Linked DNA regions of Anas platyrhynchos: region 1 is linked to region 2. The links are chromatin contacts, called in public Hi-C maps. All regions are on one chromosome and are shown on one strand. The core of a region is the stretch at or near the end of the contact, and the rest is flanking DNA. Distances in the headings are between cores, read along the strand shown.

Region 1 (5,596 bases), core at 53-2,552, 85 kb before region 2:
GGAGACTCTTCTTACACCTGAGCGCTTCTCATCATTAAAACGAGTGAGCAAAGGTGAAAGCTTGCTTAACAAACTGTTTTTTATCTACAGAAATAGATTATCAGCAACATTTGCTTCTCAAAGCTCAGAAACATTCATCACTCTCCAAAAACTGCAACCGCTTTTCAAGGTTTTAATTATTTTTATGGAGGCATAAAAAGGCAATGCAATAGTTGCCTTCATTCAAAGGCTCTCCATTGTGGATGTGTGTATTTACCAGAGCAGGTCTGGGCTTTTATTGCTTTACCAAAGCATTCCTGCTTTTGTGAGATGAACTTACTTTAAAGAGAAATGGCAGAACCACAGAGCCTGCTGTGAGACCACGGGGCAGGCGTGAGCAGCGCCCTGTGAGTTTGTGGCACGGGTAATTCTGCTGGTGCCACAGTGGATGACCAGGGAGCCCAAATGGTTTTTGGACAGAGATGCTCACAGCTGACAAGAATGTTTAAATACAATATATGCTAAATGTGGAATTCACATATTCCAAAGTCACAAACTATTGCATACTACCTGGATTTTTTTTTAAAACAAAAATAAATAAATAAATAAACACAGAGGATTTTTCTCTAATGCTTTTGACTAAAATACAAGGTATAATGTTGGATAAAAACCTGATAAAAAATGGGTAAAGTTTTCTGCGTGACTTGGACACTAATTGCACGCCTTTTAAATATGACTTGCTCATGAGCGTTACTTTAATTCTCAGCTCTAGGCTTCATGAATTTTGCAACCCCTAGCATTATTCAATAGACTTATTTTCTCATTTAATACATTAAAATATTGGAATTATACTTAAGTGCAAAGAAAAAAAAAAAGAGAAAATTAGGGCAATAGGATGGAAAACGCTGTAATACAGCAGCACCCCACGAGAGGGTGCTCACAGATTTCTCAGTGCCTAGTGAATGGAGTCCCATGTAAGCCAAAAAGCACAGCTATATTACATCATAAAAGAGAATTTGCAACAAAGCACGGAAATGCAACTGCATAGAAAGCAAAATAAATTCGAAAGCCCTGTAGAGTAATTACTATTTTTTCTAAAGTGTTATATACCGTCCTGACAGCCTCTGCCATCCATGGCAGAATGTGTCCCGGCTCCAGCGGCAGCCAAGCTGCTCCAGTATCGAGTCCTTCTGAAAATGCCACCCAAGTTCATGCCTCTAAAAATAAAGTCGATCCTGCTAAATCATACGAACTGGGATCAGCATTTACATGGCTAAACGGTGAGAAGGAAACAGCTCTGGCTCTGGCAGAGCACCGTGGGCAGCACCCATCACTCCCATGTGGAGCTGGGCACCCCCTGCCCACGCCAACGCCTGGACCCCGCTGTGGGTGCAGATCCCAGCCCTGGGGACAGGCACCCAGCACCACTGGTGTCTCGCACCCCAACCCACGCGGGCACTGCACGGAGCAGAAAAGCTTGGTTTTTGCCAAGCCTCATGCCAGGATAAATTCTTGTGGGAACTATAGCAACAAATCCATCAGCAAACCTGATCTGTTAATCCTGGGATGAGGACACTTCTTTATTTAGGCAGCTGCATGTTTGAAAAAGCAAGCACAAATTCCAGGACAACTCCACATTTCTCAGTGGTAATGTTTACCTTCTTGCATTGATTTTTATTTTTTTTTTTTTCAGTCCAGAATCAATTGCAATGCTCTGTGCTCTGGAATTAAAACAAGCGAAACCCCATCTTTCACAAAACAGATGAAGCCTGTGAACGCAGCACAGCTCTCCCATCAGAGGAAGCGAGCGCTGCATTAAATCCCGGCAGCAGGAGAGCTGCAGACATTTAATGGCCACAGGGCACTACCGGTAAATAATGCAGTGTCACTGGGTAGCTCAACAGGGCTTAAATGCTGAAGCATCTAAGATGTTTACACAAGCTGCAGTTCAAATTAGTAACTTTGGCATAAATGATTAATGGCTAATGGAGAACATTACCGTCATTTCTGTATTTACTGGCAGTTTAAAATCAATTCCCATATTTCAAATCAAAAGCTTTTGGCACAGCAGTGAATTGGTGGGATATTAAATACCAAAGTCACAGATGTTAGAAATAAATAAAGGCAAAACAGAATGCAGTTTGCCCTTGCATCAATACTCTATGTAAGTCAGGTTGTTAACAAAACCAGTTCATTAAGCTCTAGTTGCACCAAGCAATTTTTGTTCTTGGCTATGAGGAATTTAAGAAGATCCAATCGGTCGGCTACCAGGTTTCAACAGCAGACAGACTTTGGATATCACTTTGGCAAGCCCTGAGAAGGTAAAGTAGTGGGCAAAGTGCAGTTTTATTTCATCAGAGTACAGCAGGTTTCCATTCTACTGCTTTGACTCTGTTTGCTTTTTTTCTTCACCCGGAAGATTTTTTTCCTCTCTATTAAGGTACTTCTAAAGTGATGAATCAACTTACCAGGTGCTCCCACCTCTCACTCTTTAGAACAGGATTGAAATATCCACTACACTGGATTCATCTCCTCACTGAGAGATCTTCACTGAAGGGTGTTATTGAAAGCAATGCATGTTTTAAACATCTTATTTATAACAAGTTTTAATTGAGAACAAGAACTGGATGCAAAAAGCTTCTAGTCAACAAAAAAACTTGTATTCACACCTAAAATAGTGGGCAGATCTCTTTTACCTGTATTCCTGCAGAAGCACCCCTAAGAATCCCAAGTGAAACTTCACACACTGTCGTATGCTCAGTGACATTTCCCAAGATATTTTTTTATAAAATACCAGAACTTTAAGACCTCTTACACTCCAACTGAACTCATGAAAGTCAAAGTAGTCATATTTCAAGTGGGCAGAAGGACATTCTTTGCACTACATTTACAGAACTGGAGATGACATACTCCACATGCTGACAAATTAAGCACCACTTTTTGCATGCAGCTTTAAACAATTAATTCTAGAGTGGCACTTGTGATAACAGTGGGATCCTCATCTATAGATACTCCAATAATTTATTATCAGACACTTCAGAGAAATCAAAACATCCTTCTCCTGCAAGCCTTGCTCCATAAGGACTTCTGCTCTAACAACTTCAGTTTTACCTCGTTTCTCATTGTGCAGGCAGCGAGTGCTTTCCTCTCCCACTACCGCAGCTGGACTCGAGCCCTTAGCCACAAGAGCTGCAGCGAGTACTTCCTAGTCTGAGCACTGGATTCAATTAAAAGTCAGACTGATTTAAACACAGGGTGCTTCGCATCATGATAATGAAAATACAATAAGAAACTTAGGCAAGAATTTTTTGGTCCCAAAATAATCCCTCTCCTGAAATTCTAGGATTGTGCCCAGCATTGTAGCCCAATCCCCTCCCTTCAAGATATCTCTGTGGTATTCTGTGATTGTCACTTGTGATGACATTTCTGCACAGGAAGCTCTGCACTTTTCTGTGCATAATGAGCGGTCAGAGTGAGCAGTCCTCGCTTTGAAGACAATTTAAAGAGGAAAAGGATGATTTTGTTCTTTCTGATCAAAGGAAGTGAGATGGAATAAGGGCACAACAGTACGTCTGTCCTCTTGATGCCAACAAGCTCCATGCTTCGGCAGTGAAAACAGAGCTGCCTGTAAACTCATCCTCTGGGAATATGCAATGCAGTGCACAATTTAAAACATTTTGAATTTAATGCAGCCAACTAAGGAACACTTAGAGAATGATCGTATTTCAATAGCACAGATGGGGAAGTGGAAGGTTGTTACACTTGTACATGAGCGTGTGCCTCAGGCTGTGGAGACTGGAGTGCCCCCAAAATACCGAACAACCCAAACCCCCAAACAGACATCAAATCCTAAAAAAAAAAAAAAAAAAAAGGAGGGGGGGGGGCTAAAATATGCCAACATATTTAGAACTAGTTCCTAGTTCTAAACTAAAGAACTTAGTTCTTAGAATTACCTTGAATTACCTTAAAGGAGGCTATAGAGAGGTGGGAATCAGGCTCTTCTCCCAAGCACCAAGCGGTAAAATGAAGGGAAAAGGCCTCAAGGTGCACCAGGGAAGGTTTAGGTTGGGTATCAGGAGAAATTTCTTTACTGAAAGGGTTGTGTGGCATTAGAATAGGCTGCCCAGGGAAGTAACCATCCCTGGAGGTCTTCAAGAAATGTGTAGATGTAGAACTTAGAAGCATGGTGGACTTTAGCACTAGGTTAAGGGTTAGACTAGATGATCTTAGAGGTCTTTTCCAACCTGAATGATTCTATGATTCTAACTGAAAGCAAGCCAGAAGGCTTCTCAGATTGTCTTCAGCAATAAAAGCTCTTTTTCAGTGCAAAGTAGGAGGCTGTTTTCAAGGAAGTACCCTGGGTGAGCTCTCCCCAGATCTGAGATGATCCTTTTTTGAACTTCAGAGATTTACTTACAAGTTACTATAGATGCCATGATGAGATGTAAGCCAAGTATAAATTATATTTTGTTTACTAAAGGAAAGATTGTGAATGTGAGCCTGTGGCAGCAAATGACTGAGAATCTACTGCTTGTAACTCTGGGGTAAATTTGCAGACACTTCCCTCATGCCAGAGGAAAGAAGAGCACATCTCACAGTTGCGTGACAAGGGCCCCAGTAGCTACTGATAGCCAGTGGCTTGTTTTCAATCACAAATTCCTCAGCCACGCATTTGGTGGAGAGCGCAGGGAAGGGCAGCAACCACTTCTCCCATCCAGCAATTCCTGTTTCCCAAATTAACCACAAGAATTTGTGGGGTCTTGAGATTCACAGCCATCTCGGTCCCAGTGAAAGCAGCAAGTGCTAGTGAGCACCCATCATCTGCACTCGTAGTAGCTGTGCAGGAATTACAATATTCCCTGCATGCCCAAACCTCCCTTGAGTGTCCATTAGGAGAAAGGCAAACCTGTGTGCTCTCCATGCATTGTTTATTGAAAACCTGCTGCTACCATAACAGGTGGGACCAGTTAAGTTTTGATGACTGTCTACAGATGTTCACCAAAAGGTGAGATATTTCTTAGTCTGCTTTTCCAATCAGAATTAAACACAAAGGAATGATTAATATTAAAAAATAGATACTTCTAAGACTTAGGAGTCTGCTTTAAACACTGGCTTTTTAAATCAACACGACTTTAAATGAGGAATCTGAACCTGTTCAGGAAGTAAAATTTAGGTTTTAAACCAATACAATCTCATGCAAATGGCAGAAACGTCATTGGAAAAAACAAATAGCATTAAGAAAACATTAAACTCACCTTGGTAATGGCCCAGGCTCACTATCAGAGAGCATGGATGTCAGCAATACAGTACTGCAATGAATCTAAACCTCCCTACTGCTGTACACAGCTCAGAAAGACAAAACTGCTTTGCAAATTCCTGACTATAGAGATAGCATACTGAAAACAACAACTTTCCTTCTTGTCCTTAAATAAAACATGACCCACCAATTACAGAACAGGACTGAAGGAAAACCTTATGTACCCACATATAAAAATGTATAGGATTACAGCATTATCTTTTATAACTGTACGAAGTAAGAAAAGGTAAATGCAAAGATAATAATGTGACATTGGAAAAACAAGTAGGAACAATAACATACTGAAAAATACTAAAATGG
Region 2 (5,567 bases), core at 2,356-4,855:
ATCTGGGACTCTCGGCCCTTCAGCTGGCGGAACAGCATCTCCAGCTCCAAGCCCACGTCCAGCTTCGTAGGGTCAAAGACGACGAAGATGAGATCGGCTCTGTCGATGAACCACTGGCACACGTCGTTGAACGGGTAACCTTGAGGAGAGGAAAGAGAAATCCAGCAGCGATGGCCAGCACAGCGGGAGTCCCTTCAGGTCAAGGGACAGAGAAACCTCGAGCCTGCTGCGGCTCACCCCCTGTCTGGGTTGGGCAGGCTGTGAGACACAGCTGACTTCCCAAGTGGCACAGAACCCGTTTCTCGTGTGCTAAAGCACTTCAGAGTTAATTTCTGGGCATGAAAACTCATCCCTGTGAGCCTGGGCCTGTGACTGCGCGTCACCCTCAGCCTCACCTCCAAACCTCTGCTCTCCCTGCTGCCAGCCACAGCTTCCTGCTGCCCCTGTCAGCAGGCATCGGATACGGCACTGCTTTCCCCAGTGGGCACCGAGAGGGTCTGCAAGCCCTGCGGGGCCTGTCCTGGCATCCAGTGCCAGGTGCCCCTCTGGGTGCTGCTGCAGCACCAGCCATTGGCAAAGCCTGGCTCCAAGTGACAAATGGGACAGCAAATGCTGAGCCATGATGGCTGGGTACGTTCCCCAGGCCATGGGCAAACTTCCCTAACCCCCTCAAAGTGAGAACAGCCCCGTCCTGTAGCCTAGGGCTCTTCCCCATCATGTTTCAGTCATCATTGCTATCCTTCATCGTAACAGCATCTTTTCTGGAGTCCCTCGGATGAACGCAGTGAAGCCCTACCTCGTTCTTGCTGCTTGCGGTTTTCAATGATGCCAGGCGTGTCCACGAAGGTGACTCGCTCCAGGAGCTTGTGGGGCACCTCTATCCCTATCAGCTTCTCCAAGAAGTTCTGCCCAAACTTCTCCAGGGGCGAGAAGGAGCGCGCGCTGTCTGCAGCCATCACGATGCCCTCAATGGTCTTCAGCTTGGGGCCGTGCATGATGACGGTGAATTCGGAGGTGGTGGGTTCTGCCCCTGTCCAGCACAAGAGGTAAAACAGAGCTGTGAAATCTGTGCTGGGCACCGGCCATTGCGGGGGCTGGCCCAGGCCTAGACGGGGAGCACCTCCCAGGCTCCAAGACAACATCAGTGGGAGCAGAGAGGAGGATTGGGAACGGCTTTATTCCTGGGAGGATGAATAAATTGGGGCAGGATGGGGAGAAGACATCAAGATGCCCTCGCTACGGGGCTGCTGCTCTCGCAGCCATGCAGGCTCCCTGCTGTGCTGCACCCAGGGGGCTGGGGGTGGCGAGCACTGCGCTGAGGGATGGGGATGTGGCAGGGGAAGAAGCCCACGGGGCCGCGGTGAGCGAGGTACCTGTGTAGAGCTGGTAGGGAGTGTCGTCCAGCCCTAGGAGGTAGTTTATCATGGAGGATTTACCGACGCTCCACGGTCCCAGGAATAGCACCATCGGCTTGGAAGTGATCTCCCCATCTGCGGAGAGGGGAAATAACAAGAGGAAGTGAAGAAACAATAGCCGTGGCCGCTGCGCATTTAACTCCCTGCCGTAATGAACATCCCAGCTGAGCGGCACGGCCGCAGAGCCTCGGGGAGACGGCCGCCCTCGGGGCTGCTCTCCCGGCACCGCTGAGCCACAGCATCGCCCGGCAGGGCCCCGTGCTGGCACCGCGGCGAGATCGAACCCTGTCTGCCCTGCTCTGAGCTTTGGCCCTTCTTAGACTACAGGACAAGTTGAAGGTCTTTTAGGTCGGGTCTCGGCTCGGTTCGAGTTCAGCCAGGGTGAGCTCAGGGCTGTTTGCAGGGGGCTGTTGGAGGACAGGAGCCACAAAGCACTGGGCATGCAGGGGACGTGGCCATGCTGCAGGAGGGTAAACGCCTCGTGCAAAAGGAGCTGGGGTGTTCGAAGGCTGCAGGGCTCCAGACCGGCACAGGGAGGGCAAGCTCAGCCAACAGCCCTGCTTTGGGCTCGGGGAAAGGCAGGAGGAGAATTAACCACAGTCCCCAGCTCATGCTCTGGAAGCCCCACACTTTGCTGAGAGGCTCACGGAGCGCACACAAGGGCTGGCATGGGGCACGTAACGACCTGTCCCCTGCCCAGGAGCAGCTCCAGGAGGTGCTGGGGCCGACCAGCACCACCAACCCACTGCCCAAATGGCACTGGGCATGGGAACCCCTGGGCTATACTGGTCCCCAGACAGTGCCCTGGGCAGGTGGGAGCATGCTAGTCAGCTCAAGGCCAAATAAGACCAGAAATGGAAGTAAAAACTGCATGAGTGAGCTCCCGTTTGTGGGGAGCTCATCCCCACCCCCTGCTCTGCAGCCTTCCCCCGCTGACAGGACAGGGCACCCACAGCGGGGCTGCCCCGAGCCCTGCTCCTGCCCCCGAGGTGTGAGGCAGCACCAGGCAGGCAGGGTCTGGCAGTGGGGTGGCCGTCACCCGGGGGCAGTCAGACCAAACCCCCTCCGTCTCCTCCGCCAGGGAAGACGCAGCCTTCCCACTCCCATCTCCCCAAAATATTTGGGATCTGCCTTTCTGTTCCCATGCGGGACAAAAACAAGTGTCGAAACCTCGGGCTTTCATTACTAATCATTCCTCCGTACCACTGTATCGCTGCCGCTCTGTTCGCTCGCCGGCTTTAATTGGGTTTCGGATGATTATTGTTATTATCCCCTGTGATGTTGTGCCAGAGGTTTGAAGGCGGGTCCCCGCGTGCTCTTTCATAACAGGTTCCCGGCCAGGTGTGGCTGGGTGAGGGCAGGAGCCAGCGAGCCCCGGCTCCGCTGCACGTGCCGGGGGGGCTCCTCGGGGTGCGAGGTGCGTGGCTCAGCACCCTCCCTGCACACCGGGGCCGCACGTGGCCGTGCCGAGATGGGCAGCCCCTCTGCAGGTCACCAGCAGCTCTCCAAAACCATCCCCTCCCTTGCTTTGGAAAGCTCCTGGGCCCTGGAGGACGTGAGCCCTCCTTGCCGCTGCCCACGGCGTGGGGCTGGGGAAGCAGAGCGTGCTCCCACCCCGCTGGGTGCCTGGCCAGGCCTTCTGCCCTGCTGGGTGCCCCCCGCTGCGTCCCTCCAGCACGGGTTTGCGTCACCTTGGTGCTGCTGCCAGGGGAAAAGAGGCTCCGTCCCTGCCAGCACCAGCACGGGATGACGGCGGCTCCGCCACCACGGCTCTCTCCAGCCACCCTGTGGCTGCTCGCTCCCAGCCCAGCCTGGCTCACGCCACGCTTGGTGCTCATCCCAGCTCGTCCCAGTGCATCCCAGCTCGTCCTGCTGGTGTCTGCAGGGTGGCCTCACACCGGTCGGTGCATGATCTCGCCCTGCATGTGAGTGGGGGGACCCTCAGACCCTGCAGCTCTTTGCATTTCGTTTGTGGCTCTGCTTAAATCACAGCAGCTGCTTCTCTAAGGGTTCCTGGAGCACAGAGCATGCCGAGACGCTGCAAAGCACCTGGCAGTCAGGGCAGGCAGGCCACATCTCCCCCGCAGAGGCTGTGCTCTTCTCGTCCTGTCTCGCTCTGCCTTAGTCCATGCCCTGGAGCATTGTTGCTCCTGGAAGGGTTGCTGCCTGCAGGGGAGGACACAGAACTGCTTCTCTCGCTCATGGAGGGATTTTTTCCTACAGTAGTGGCTTTGTGGGTGGTTTTTCCATGTTGCTCCCAAAGCCAGGCTGCCCTCAGGTGGGAGCCCCACTGCTCTGGGGCCAGGACGAGCTCTGGGTTGGGTCTTCTCCTTCCTCAAACCCTGCAGAAGTGCCGGGTGCTGGCTCAGCCCTGTGGGGTGAGGGCGACCCCGCGGTGCAGATCCATCCCGAGGACACGCAGCAAGGCAGAGGACGTGGACAGAGCCTCCCTCCTCTCCTGGCTCGGACTGGCCCAAACATCCCACTCTGCCCTCAAACCAGGGGGGTTCAAACACCAGGCCAGCCCCCTGCGAAGCCCCCTGTCTGTCTGCAGGACGCGTGTGCCCGCAGCCGGGGGGAAAGCTGCACGTGGATGCTCGCCCTGTGTGGTGCTCCGTGCGCTCGCCCCGTGTGCGCACACCCACGCAAGCAGCAAGCACGCACACCCGTGTGGCTGTGCAGCCAGAGACGCAGATAACACAGCTATCTGACACGCTAAATATATCTGCAACGCTCTCCACTGCCTGCACGCTGGCATGACAGGGAGCCAGAGGCCCTCGGGCACCACTGGGGCTCTGCCACTTCGGGGCCGGGTACGGAGGAGCCCACTTTGGCAGGGGCCGTGGCGTAGGACACGAAAAGATGGGATTCCCCGTCCTTTGTGTGCCTTGTGCCACAGCAGGGACCCAGGGGAAGGGCAGTGGGATCACCAGTGCTTCTTGGCCTCCCTCCCAGCCCCTGCTTCTCCAGGCTGGTGCTCCCAGGGGCCCTGGCAGCTCCCCCAGGGCATGACACGGGACAGGAGCCAGCTCCAGCTCCCGAGAGGGCTGAGGCCGCCGCGCAGGGGCCAGGCTGTGTTAGTAGGACAGCTGCTGCTGGGTCATCGGCTTAAACTGCAGCCGGGGGGGATCAAGGGGAGGCATTTGGGGAAGTTTCTGCACGTAAAAGGGTGAAAAGAGATCACCCCCGCAGTGTGGGCTCTGCTCCGCTCCCGTGGGTGGGAGACGGACCTGTGGGCCCACCACGAAAAGCCCTTGAGCCATCACTAGAGGACCTCGCACCCTCCTGAGACTGAACCCACGAGGGAAAAAGGTTTGGAAGCCTGGCAGAGGCGAGGACGGCTGCGGGGCAGGCAGTGCCGGGGCAGCGCTGTGCTGCTGGGTGCCGTGGGGCGCGGGAGCAGCCGAGCCGTGGCTCTGCTGGGGTGGGTGAAGAGGAAAGCCAGAGGCCAGTGAGGAGCTCAGGCAGCGTCGGCAGCATGCAGGGGGCAGGCAGCAATACCAACCTGTGGCGGAGGAGCCCAGGGTGCGTCCGGGGTAAGCTGTTAGCAGGGGACACGGGGAGAGAGAAAAGGTACCGTGAGTCGAAGAAGGGATGCGGCTGCCTGGGTCTGGCCCGGGCCGAAGAGGGAGCTGAACACCGGCCCTGGCCTTCTCGGAGGCAGGACAAAGCCAGAGGACGGCCACGTTTCCAGCAGGAAAGAAGGAGTTACAGTCTGTCAGCAACGAGACCCGCAGCTACCAGCATGAGAATCCAAACCCAGGCAGAGCTGCCTTGCCGGGGATGCCCTGCGCCCCAATCCTCCTGTCCCTGCCTTCCCTGGCAGCATCACCAAGCAAACGGAGCCACACGAGGACAGCAAGCAACCCAGACACGTGCCCTGACCACCCCACGGTTATCTGCGTGCCTCCCTGGACTGCCTGGTGAAGGCAATCATCAGGCCATCCCCTAAGCAGGCAGGCTAATTGGCACATACACAGTAATTAGCATCAGCAGCATGCACCATGGCCTGGCAGCAAGCTTCCCATCGCCAGGCTGCGAGGCTCCCCGAGCGAGGGACCCAAGTGCACGGGGGACCCATCCCATGCTGAGCATGGGATGGAGACGTCCCCTGTCGGGCTTGGCCATGCTGTGAGCAGGGAGCTGGGTGAA

What was found. Hi-C and Micro-C count contacts between places; a contact is called where the count stands out from the background.
Region 1: a Hi-C map of skeletal muscle shows a contact between it and region 2, with 6 times the contacts expected there. The contact joins two enhancer-like sites. A contact is called at or near these places in 3 of 8 Hi-C or Micro-C datasets (skeletal muscle and subcutaneous adipose tissue).

Annotation. Positions count from the first base shown.
Region 1 is chr15:8,602,202-8,607,797 of IASCAAS_PekinDuck_T2T, reverse strand. The region is part of intron 5 of ADCY9 (adenylate cyclase 9); the gene reads right to left. Among named protein-coding and RNA genes, the nearest start is that of CREBBP, 46 kb to the left of the region's middle. Within about 2 kb of position 1,302, at least 1 of the 8 cell types and tissues checked has an H3K27ac peak or open chromatin away from gene starts, as enhancers often do.
Region 2 is chr15:8,519,794-8,525,360 of IASCAAS_PekinDuck_T2T, reverse strand. It overlaps SRL (sarcalumenin), which reads right to left. Exons shown (of 6, transcript XM_072023675.1): 4 at 1,374-1,490; 5 at 797-1,030; 6 at 1-139. Among named protein-coding and RNA genes, the nearest start is that of SRL, 16 kb to the right of the region's middle. Within about 2 kb of position 3,605, at least 2 of the 8 cell types and tissues checked have an H3K27ac peak or open chromatin away from gene starts, as enhancers often do.